2 separate regions of the Mus musculus genome follow, and region 1 is linked to region 2. A link is a contact called in public Hi-C data. All regions are on one chromosome and are shown on one strand. The core of a region is the stretch at or near the end of the contact, and the rest is flanking DNA. Distances in the headings are between cores, read along the strand shown. Region 1 overlaps Gabrb2 (gamma-aminobutyric acid (GABA) A receptor, subunit beta 2). Region 2 holds the start of Gabrb2 (gamma-aminobutyric acid (GABA) A receptor, subunit beta 2).

The links. A called contact is a pair of places that touch in the nucleus more often than the background predicts.
Region 1: a contact with region 2 is called in a Hi-C map of cerebellum, with 2.0 times the contacts expected there. The contact joins the enhancer-like site here to the promoter of Gabrb2 in region 2. A contact is called at or near these places in 3 of 484 Hi-C or Micro-C datasets (cerebellum, cerebral cortex and cortical neurons) and 1 of 9 other capture datasets (liver).

What each region holds. Positions count from the first base shown.
Region 1 is chr11:42,503,864-42,507,960 of GRCm38.p6, forward strand. The region is part of intron 4 of Gabrb2 (gamma-aminobutyric acid (GABA) A receptor, subunit beta 2); the gene reads left to right. Among named protein-coding and RNA genes, the nearest start is that of Gm34591, 85 kb to the left of the region's middle. Within about 2 kb of position 2,253, at least 3 of the 459 cell types and tissues checked have an H3K27ac peak or open chromatin away from gene starts, as enhancers often do. A contact at or near this core is called in cerebellum and cortical neurons, where this site is marked.
Region 2 is chr11:42,418,168-42,422,650 of GRCm38.p6, forward strand. It overlaps Gabrb2 (gamma-aminobutyric acid (GABA) A receptor, subunit beta 2), which reads left to right and starts at 2,607. Exons shown (of 9, transcript NM_001362647.2): 1 at 2,607-3,259; 2 at 3,385-3,476; 3 at 4,414-4,481. The coding sequence starts at 3,183. Gm34591 (a long non-coding RNA gene) reads right to left here and starts at 3,048. Exons shown (of 3, transcript XR_388590.4): 1 at 2,869-3,048.

The sequences.
Region 1 (4,097 bases), core at 1,003-3,502, 85 kb after region 2:
TCTTTGCCATCTAGATTATCCTGCTATACTCCAGTGTGTGTGTGTGTGTGTGTGTGTGTGTGTGTGTGTGTGTGTATTAGTTTATAAAATTACTCAGATGTCCTCTTCTCAGCTTCTGTCCATACGATAAGAGTAATGCTGGTAGATGTAGTAATGCTGGGTTAAAGGTCCTGTGTCTGCTCTACCACAAGGCTTGGGAAGTTGACCATTCTTACCCAAATGCTGTCACAGGGTGGGTGTTGGGCTGTAGGGAAGCCACAGGACACAGGATAGGGAAGTGCAGTCTTAGGATCAGGACAGACAGAGCTGGCTCAGTGGTCCCCAGTTCTGCATGGAGACCAGGGCCAGAAGGCTCTCAGGCTCACAGGCATTGAGGTGCTTCTAGGTGCTGGAAGAGCTGAGAATGGAGTGGAGGCCCACGGGCTAGATCTAGCCCATGGCTGAGGAGGAAAGAAAGGGGGAACTACAGCTGGTCCTGTGTGGATTGGGGGTGGTCTTGGCTCTGCAGGCAGTGGGAATCCTGGTCTTGGTGGTGTAGCTGGGAGCACAGAGAGGCCTTCTACGGGAGACTAGACAGTAGCTCTGTAGGCAAAGGCCTCTCCATGGCTCCTCAGGGTGGATCCTGATGAAAAAAGATAGTCCATGCTTTTTAGGTATTTATCATCATGGTAGAGAGTGGATAAGTAAAACCATACCCTACTTCTCAGGGCAGGCCTGAGGTTAAATGCAGGAAGGAGTGTTTGGGAAGAGAAGCTTATTGGCCAAATCTCAAGGCCTTTAGGTAACTCATTAAAATGGAGATCTGTCTTGAGCCTATATGACCACAGGTCATGTCCTCTACCTGTGGAGGGGCTTGGGGCCTTGCCCTTACATGACTGAAAGCCACAAATCCATGGGAAGCTGTGGCTAGTGACAGGGGCCTGATGTCTAGGAACCAGATAAAGTGCCTACCATCTCTTCAGGGTCACAGGACTTTCAAGACTTAACTAGGGACAAGACTACCTTTCATGGTCCCACAGGTAGTGGGGGGGGGGGTCCTGAAGAGAACTCCCATGTGTGGAAAAGTAAAATATTTTTTCCAAATAATAGTTTTCCAAGTCTTAAGTTTCTGTATTCAATTGTCAGGGCTTGTAGCTTCCCCACCCCCCTCCACCATCCCACCCATACACTCTGGGCAATTATATACACCAATATAAAAGAGGTTCATAACGTGATAATCAGTTTCAACTTAGTTCTTTTCTTTGACTGAGAGTTGTAAGGACATATTGAATGCTTCTATGCCTCACTAATGCCATTAACGAAGGATTGATTTTCAGATCCTTCTTAAGATCCAGAATGCCTAAGCACTGAATCTTTACGCATGGTAAAGAGATGAGATGAAGCCCATGGTTGGCCCCCTTTGAAAAATAAGTAGATTTACCTTGGAACAGAAAGTGGATCCACTATGCGGTACCCAGGACAGTCAGCAGTGAATGAGAGCAAAACCAAGGGAAATCATCAAAACAGACATGAGTGCCTACTAAACTCTAGCCAGAAGGACAACAGATTTTACTGTAAGAGGCCATGTTCCAAATAATATGAATTGAAGGGCATTCATATCCAAGTTCTGAATGAATTTTGGGTCCTTCAGTTGGTTTTAGTTTGCCTGTTTATTGAGAGAGTCACAAACATCTCAGGCAAGGAAGATGTTAGTTCTCTCATGTGCCTTTCTTTCTGGCGTTTGTGCTGTGTTTGTTAGATGCCCAGGCTTCTGGGCTTCCTCCCAGAATAAATGAGCTGTTTGGCTCAATTTCATCCTTTGTAATGTTTGAAAATTCTGAAAAAGTAGTGTGCCATCATTGAGTGACAACCTTGTTTAATTACAGAAAGCTACTTCATCCTTGTAGCATTTCACATTCTGTAGGCATGGATAGAATAAAGTATAAAACATGCATAGACAAATTCACAACGGATCATTTCTGTACTTGCTGACTGCGAATACTTGATGGAGGGATCTGCTGCCATACCACAGGGGATGTCAGTAGTAGATGGTGTGGTATGTAGGAGAATGTTGGGGGGGGGTGTTGACTAATGCAACCTTTAGTACAATCCAGGTCCTTAAAGTGAACATTAAAGGGTCATGACATCTTCAGTTTCATGTGCTTCTGATTCCTCATTTGTTTTTCTCACTGCTGAAAATCAATGGGGGTGGGGGGAGCTAGACTCTGACTTTTCTGGACAGAGCCATGTGCACAAACAGATGGTGAAGTGTGTCATGGGGCTTGAGGGAAACACCAAGATCAGAAAAGATGAGTGAAATGAACAGGGAATACAAAAGCACAAGACAGCAGGATGAGTGTCAGATGTTGGGCATTCTTTACCTTTTAACCCAGGTCATGAGCACGAAGTAGCTATTGTCCATGGGACCTATGCTGCTTCAAGACCATTATGCCATGTGTACAATGCAAGCATATTGCCCAGTAAAAGGAATATACATTTTTCTCCATCTTTCTGTGCCACTGAGTAGATCTTCCTGCTGCTGTTAGCTTCAAGTCTGTATGGCAGATAACAGAGTAGGATTATAATGAGGTCGCTGGCCAGCAGAATAGTGGTTTTATGTAAAATCAACTAAAGATTCTCACTGTAAATATGCTTTGCAAATTTATCCAAACATGGACTTTTGCTCATGGTATTTTGCGTGTTTTTTTTTCATTCAATCACTTTCTTTTTCAGTCATTCATTTAGTTCATAATTAATGAGTATCTTTTATGTGCTACACACTGGACGAATTGCTCAGTACACTTTTACTTCTAATTTTATGCTTATGGAAAAGGAACACAGAACATTTATGTAATTATAGCAACTACTTCATATTTCCTCCTTGACTCTTATCCTTCTGTAAATTTGTTTTTACTTACTATAATGGAAAATATTAATTTTTAATGGAAAAATAATAATTTTTTATATTTGAAGATTCATTGTTTGAATGAATATCTTGTAGCTATAGATTCATGTTACAGAAGCAAATACTTATGACTTTAAATTTAAGGCATTATTTTGTATATAAGAAATGTCATTCATCATTGGTCCAGTAGAGAAGACTGCCATATCATGGTTTCTATACCTCCAGAGCATATGGTATAATAAGATTGGTAACTTAATTTTTGCTATCACTATAAGGATATGAGACACTGGGCATCTGAAAAATTATTTGCTTATTTTTAATCCTCTATTGTCTTAGTGTACCACAGTTTCATTGTCTATTTTTCAGTTGATGGACATACAGGATGTTTTCATTTTCTAGCTAGTGTGAGGAGAACAGAAATGAATATGTAATAACAGGTATCTCTGTTGTAAGATAAATCATCTTTTAGATATATGCCCGACTTTCATAGTTGGATCACCTGAAAAATATAATTTTGAGATTTTTGAGGGAAATCTATACAGATTTTCACATTGGTTGTACCAGTTTGCACTCCTATTAGCAGTGAATAAATGTTCCCATTTCTCCACACTCAGGCCAGAATCTGCTATAACTTTTATCTCTTGTCTTGGACATTCTGACTCATGTAAATGAATTCTCAAAGTAGTTTTTAATTTGCATCTCTCTGATGAATAATGGTGTTGATCTTTTAAAAATAATTAGTAATTTATGTTTCATTTATATATGAAGCATATCATTTATTATTATTGATATATAATAAATATAAAATATGTCATTAATAGTATATTAATAATATTAGTAACATAAATAACAGCCATCAGTCAGCAAGGGAGATGGGGAAATATTAAGTGTTAAACAGAGGACCATGGGAAGGTTTAGAGAGAGAATGTGTTAGAGATAATTATATTTTAATTAAAAAAAATATAAAATACACTAAGATAAATTTTCCTTTTTTACCTTGCTTTCTTTTCTCTCCCCATCTTCCAACCCTTCTCCTGCCACTTCTTCTCTTCCGTCATCCTTTCTCCTTACTCTCTTGTCTTTTCTCTCTTTATCGCCCTTCTTCCTTCCTCTTCATGACAGTGCTATGTTGTTTACTAGTTGCCAGAATATATGTGAACATCACAGGAGCCAGAAAAGGAAAGATCTTAGAACTCGAGCTGCTAGAAGAAAG
Region 2 (4,483 bases), core at 1,357-3,856:
CCACAGTTTAGAAGCATCAGTGTCTTGCAGCTATTTCTAGGTGTCTGAGAAGACCCATTCTTAATAGATTTTCAATATGCACTTATTTAATCATTTAATGCATTACTATTATTATTTTGGATGGATGTGAGAGAATTTTGTGATTTATTTTGTTTCCTGAATTTCATACTTTCAGCCCAAACTAGAAAACCTTCCTGAACGTGATGGATGGATAAGAGGATTAATTAATAGAAAGAAGTCTGTATTTGGAGATGTTTTTTTGGAGATAAAGGAATTTTCTAAGACTTGATCAAATTATTGGCTAACTACTTTGGGAATCTTTTGGTTATTGAAACATATTTTTCTCTTTTCATTACATTGGTCTTGAATGTTACTATTACTGTAAGAGCAAAGAAAAGGAAGTCAGCAAAAGGTGCCTCTGCCCCACACCAGTGTGTGCGTGTGTGTGCGTGTGTGCGCGTGTGCGTGCGTGCGCGTGCGTGAGTGTGTGTGTGTGTGTGTGTGTGTGTGTGTGTGTGTGTGTGTGCGCGTGTGCGTGTGTGTGTGTGTGCGTGTGCGTGTGTGTGTGTGTTTGTGTGCGTGTGTGTGCGCGCGCATTCTCATGTAAGCCTCCAGCCTTGCAGATAGTCCTGCAGTGATGCATCTGCTCTGTGTTTATGGTGCTATGTTTTACCTGTCTTTAACCTAGAAACTTCCCCAGATTATTTCCCTTTGGTTTGTCTTCTGCCCTAGGGAAACTATCAGATTCCTGCTGGCAACCATCCCTTCTCCACAGTTCCCTTGGAGTCACCTCTCTAAACTGCCCCAGAATAATAACTCTTAATTTCCTGAGATGCGCGCAAGGGGATGGAAGTGGGGGTAGGGGTGTCTTGTACTATGTGGGTCAAAAGGGGAAGCTGAACGTGGTCACAGTGGAGACTAAAAAGCCTTCAGTTGGAATCTTGTAGCACCAAGCTAGCTGCGATCCCTGGGGATCTGGTCTCTGCTCTCACCAGAGAGACCTGCTGGACCACCAGTCTGTTGTAATCTGTGAGCTTTCCCATCCCACAGGCGCAGTGGGCGCTTGGAGGTCCCCCGCGTGGCAGCAGAGAGCTAGCAGAGTGTGAGGTTCTGAACTTTAAGAGTTGAGGTAGTCTAGTCTAAGGGTTAGAAACACTGCTTTATAAGCACAACTCACTTTCCACCCTTCTCCACAGAAATGACCTTGGACATGTTCCTCCGATCGATGTGCTAGTTTCTAAACCCGTAAAATGGGGTCACTAAGGAGTCAACTTTGAGCTAATATTGCTTTAAGCGCGGCTTTCTGCACATGGTAGGGACTCTCGGTAAATGACAAGGCTCAGTAGTAGATTTAGGTTGGATACTGGGGTCCAGGACCCAGTGTTGAGTTCTGCCTTTCTACCTCTTCATCAAAGAGTGCCAGGGTAGTTGATGCACCTGCTGTACTCCCTCCCTGTCTTCAGGATAAAACGAGGAACACGACTCTAGGGCATCCCAGTCCCGGTGCTCTCGGCATCCTCTTCCCCCCCCCCCCCCCGCAACTCCTCCCCTCCTCCAGCGAGCCCCAAGCAGAGGAAATGATTTTTCCTATGAAATGAGTCTGGATCTGGTGTCCGTGTTGAGCCTGGAGCTGGAGGGAAGGGGGCAGCCTTGGGTCCCCTTGGGCTAGGAAAGGGATGAGGGAAAATTGTGGTGTGTAGATAGGTGATTTGGTGGCTCAAACGGTCTCGGGGTTCCTTCATTGTGCCTGTCTTCTGTGAACCACTGGGTTTGGACGCAGAGGTGCAGCTTCAACTGTCCAGAGCAGAGCGGCAGTGGTGCAGCTCCGTTGGGCCACAGTAGTGGGCGGCGAGCTCCTGCTGGTGAGGTAAGGAGTGGTGGGTGGCAAGGACTGTGAATGCACGTGTCTCGTGTGTGTCTGTGTGTGTGTGTGTGTGTGTGTGTGTGTGTGTGTGTGTGTGTGTGCGCGCGCGCGCGCGCGCGGTGCGCGTGCGTCCGCGAGGCGTGGGGGGCCAGAGGAGCGCATCCCACCCCGCAACCCGCCCTCGCACTGGATGCCTTTTGGCCCCGCACCTGTGCTGGAACGCCTGTCACCCTCTGTCCCTCACGCCCCCACTTCTTTTGTTCTTCAGTCACACACACACACCTCATCCTGACCACTTATAATTTCCTAGTGCAGAGTCAGACCCAAACCCAGAGAAGCCTTTGCCTGACTGCTCCCCTCGCCCCCTCCCCCTCCTGCTATAAATAGCTGGACTAGCGGGTCAGGAGCGTCACAGCGCCAGAAACCAGGACCCCGAGGTTTTCTTCCCAGGGAACAGGGGGCAAAGGGGGAGCAGGAGGAAGAGAAAGAAATCACTCGTGAGTAGTGAAGAAAAAGCTCGCCCCTTGACTCCCAGGAAAAACGAGCATCTTTGGATTCCTGTATCCTTCCCCTTTCTTCTCAAAGCCATTCCGATTCTTTCATATTCACAGTCCACTCCCCACCCCCACCCCCCCTCGCTCAAAATCCAACGTTTGCTCAGCACTCCTCCCATTGGTTTTTTTTCTCCTCCTCGGACTCTGGTTCCCACTGCTCCCCTCCCCACCCCTAGCGCTCCCACCCCACCCCCACCTCCTCCGCTTGTCCCAGGCAGGGGATTGCTATTCTTAAGGAAATAAAGTTCAACTCCTTGCCCCTTTCAACTGGCTTAGACCGGGAGGAGAAGGGTTTCAGGAACCAATCTTCCTCCCTACACCCTACTCCTATTTTTCTTTTTAATATTTAAGGGGACACACACACACACTCTCTCTCTCTCTCTCTCTCTCCCTCTCTCTAAAATCCCACCACGTCGTGAGGTGCAACTACCTCCTAGAACAGAAACTTACCAGACGCTCTGGTTGCTTTTGTCTTAAAGAAAGAAAGAAAAAAAACCAACGAAGATTTTACTCTGGATGCATTTCTGGGGTAGTAGTTTAATATTATTCAAACATGTACATATTACACATATATATGCTTCTTTTCCTTTTTCCCCTTTAATTTTTTTAAACAAGGAAATCTCGGTCCCCGGCAGCCGCCGCTGCCCCTTTGATGTTTTGGTACGCCGTGCGCATGCGCTCCACATTAGAATTACTGCACTGGGCAGACTAAGTTGGATCTCCTCTCTTCAGTGAATCCCTCAATCCCACCAGAACCTAAAGGGATGTGGAGAGTCCGGAAAAGGGGCTACTTTGGGATTTGGTCATTTCCCTTAATAATCGCCGCTGTCTGTGCTCAGAGGTAAGTGTCCCTTTCCTTTCTCACTTGTCAGGGCTCTGTCTGCATACCTCTCTGTGAGCAGGGCTGTTGAAGATGCCGTGCTGTCTTCTTTATTCATTCCTGGTTATTGTCATTTTTTTCTTTAGTGTCAATGACCCTAGTAATATGTCGCTGGTTAAAGAGACGGTGGACAGACTGTTGAAAGGCTATGACATTCGTCTGAGACCAGATTTTGGAGGTAATGGGATTGCCTTGCAAATAAGAAACAGCCCAGCTCCAGCCCAAGCTGTCTTTTGGGCTTTGTGTGCACTCTCTTTCCTCTCCTTAGTTGTGGGCGCATGTGATGTATAGAATGTTTTCCTATTTTACCTTGCTGAGAAACAGATCCAAACTTAAGCCAGTTTCTGTCCAGCACTTGAGAGGTCTTTCAAGAAGACCCCCTTAGAGTGTGACCAGACTTTGTAACCGCTCTCGTTCTCCTTCACCGTGATACATCTTTGTTCCCAGTCTGAGGTTTCTTGAGATACAAACCTCTTAAGTTTAGTTAACAGTGTGCCCAGCCGGGGATGTCTTATAATGTGAGTATTTTTGAGGACACAGTGTGCAGGCGGTTGGCTGAGAGGTGGCTTCAACTCTCTGTGCCCATCTACTTTAGAAGAGTTCTGGCCATGGTTTAAAGTGGCTCATGTCGGGATTCCACCCAGCCCTATATGCGAATGGCATAGGGGAGAAGGGGTTCTGGGGAATTGAGAATAAAGATAGCAGAGGAAAAAGGGGCATCTCTCCCTGGAGCCCCAGATATGCTAGTGTGGCCATTTAATTTTGCTCAGACTCTTAATGGAATTAAAGAGTTAAAACCTACACACAGAAGTGGGTGGGGAAAAAAAGAGGGGGTTTCAATGCAATCTACACGAATCCCTAGGGCTCTGTGAGTTGTAGGAATTCACATGCTGAGACATCAACATGTGTAGACAGAGCTGGCAACATTGTCTGACCAGCACATGTGTGCATATTCCTAGAAGAGTATCCCCACATTCATACTGCAAAGATATGGGAAAGTAATGAATATATGGATTAGCTCTACAGAGGGGGTTTCTTTAGAGTTCCCAGTGACAACTCTTCGTATGAATGACTAAGTTCTGAGAAGTCACATGGCTGACCATCTTGGTTTGCAGGTCCCCCTGTGGCCGTAGGAATGAACATTGATATTGCCAGCATTGATATGGTTTCTGAGGTCAATATGGT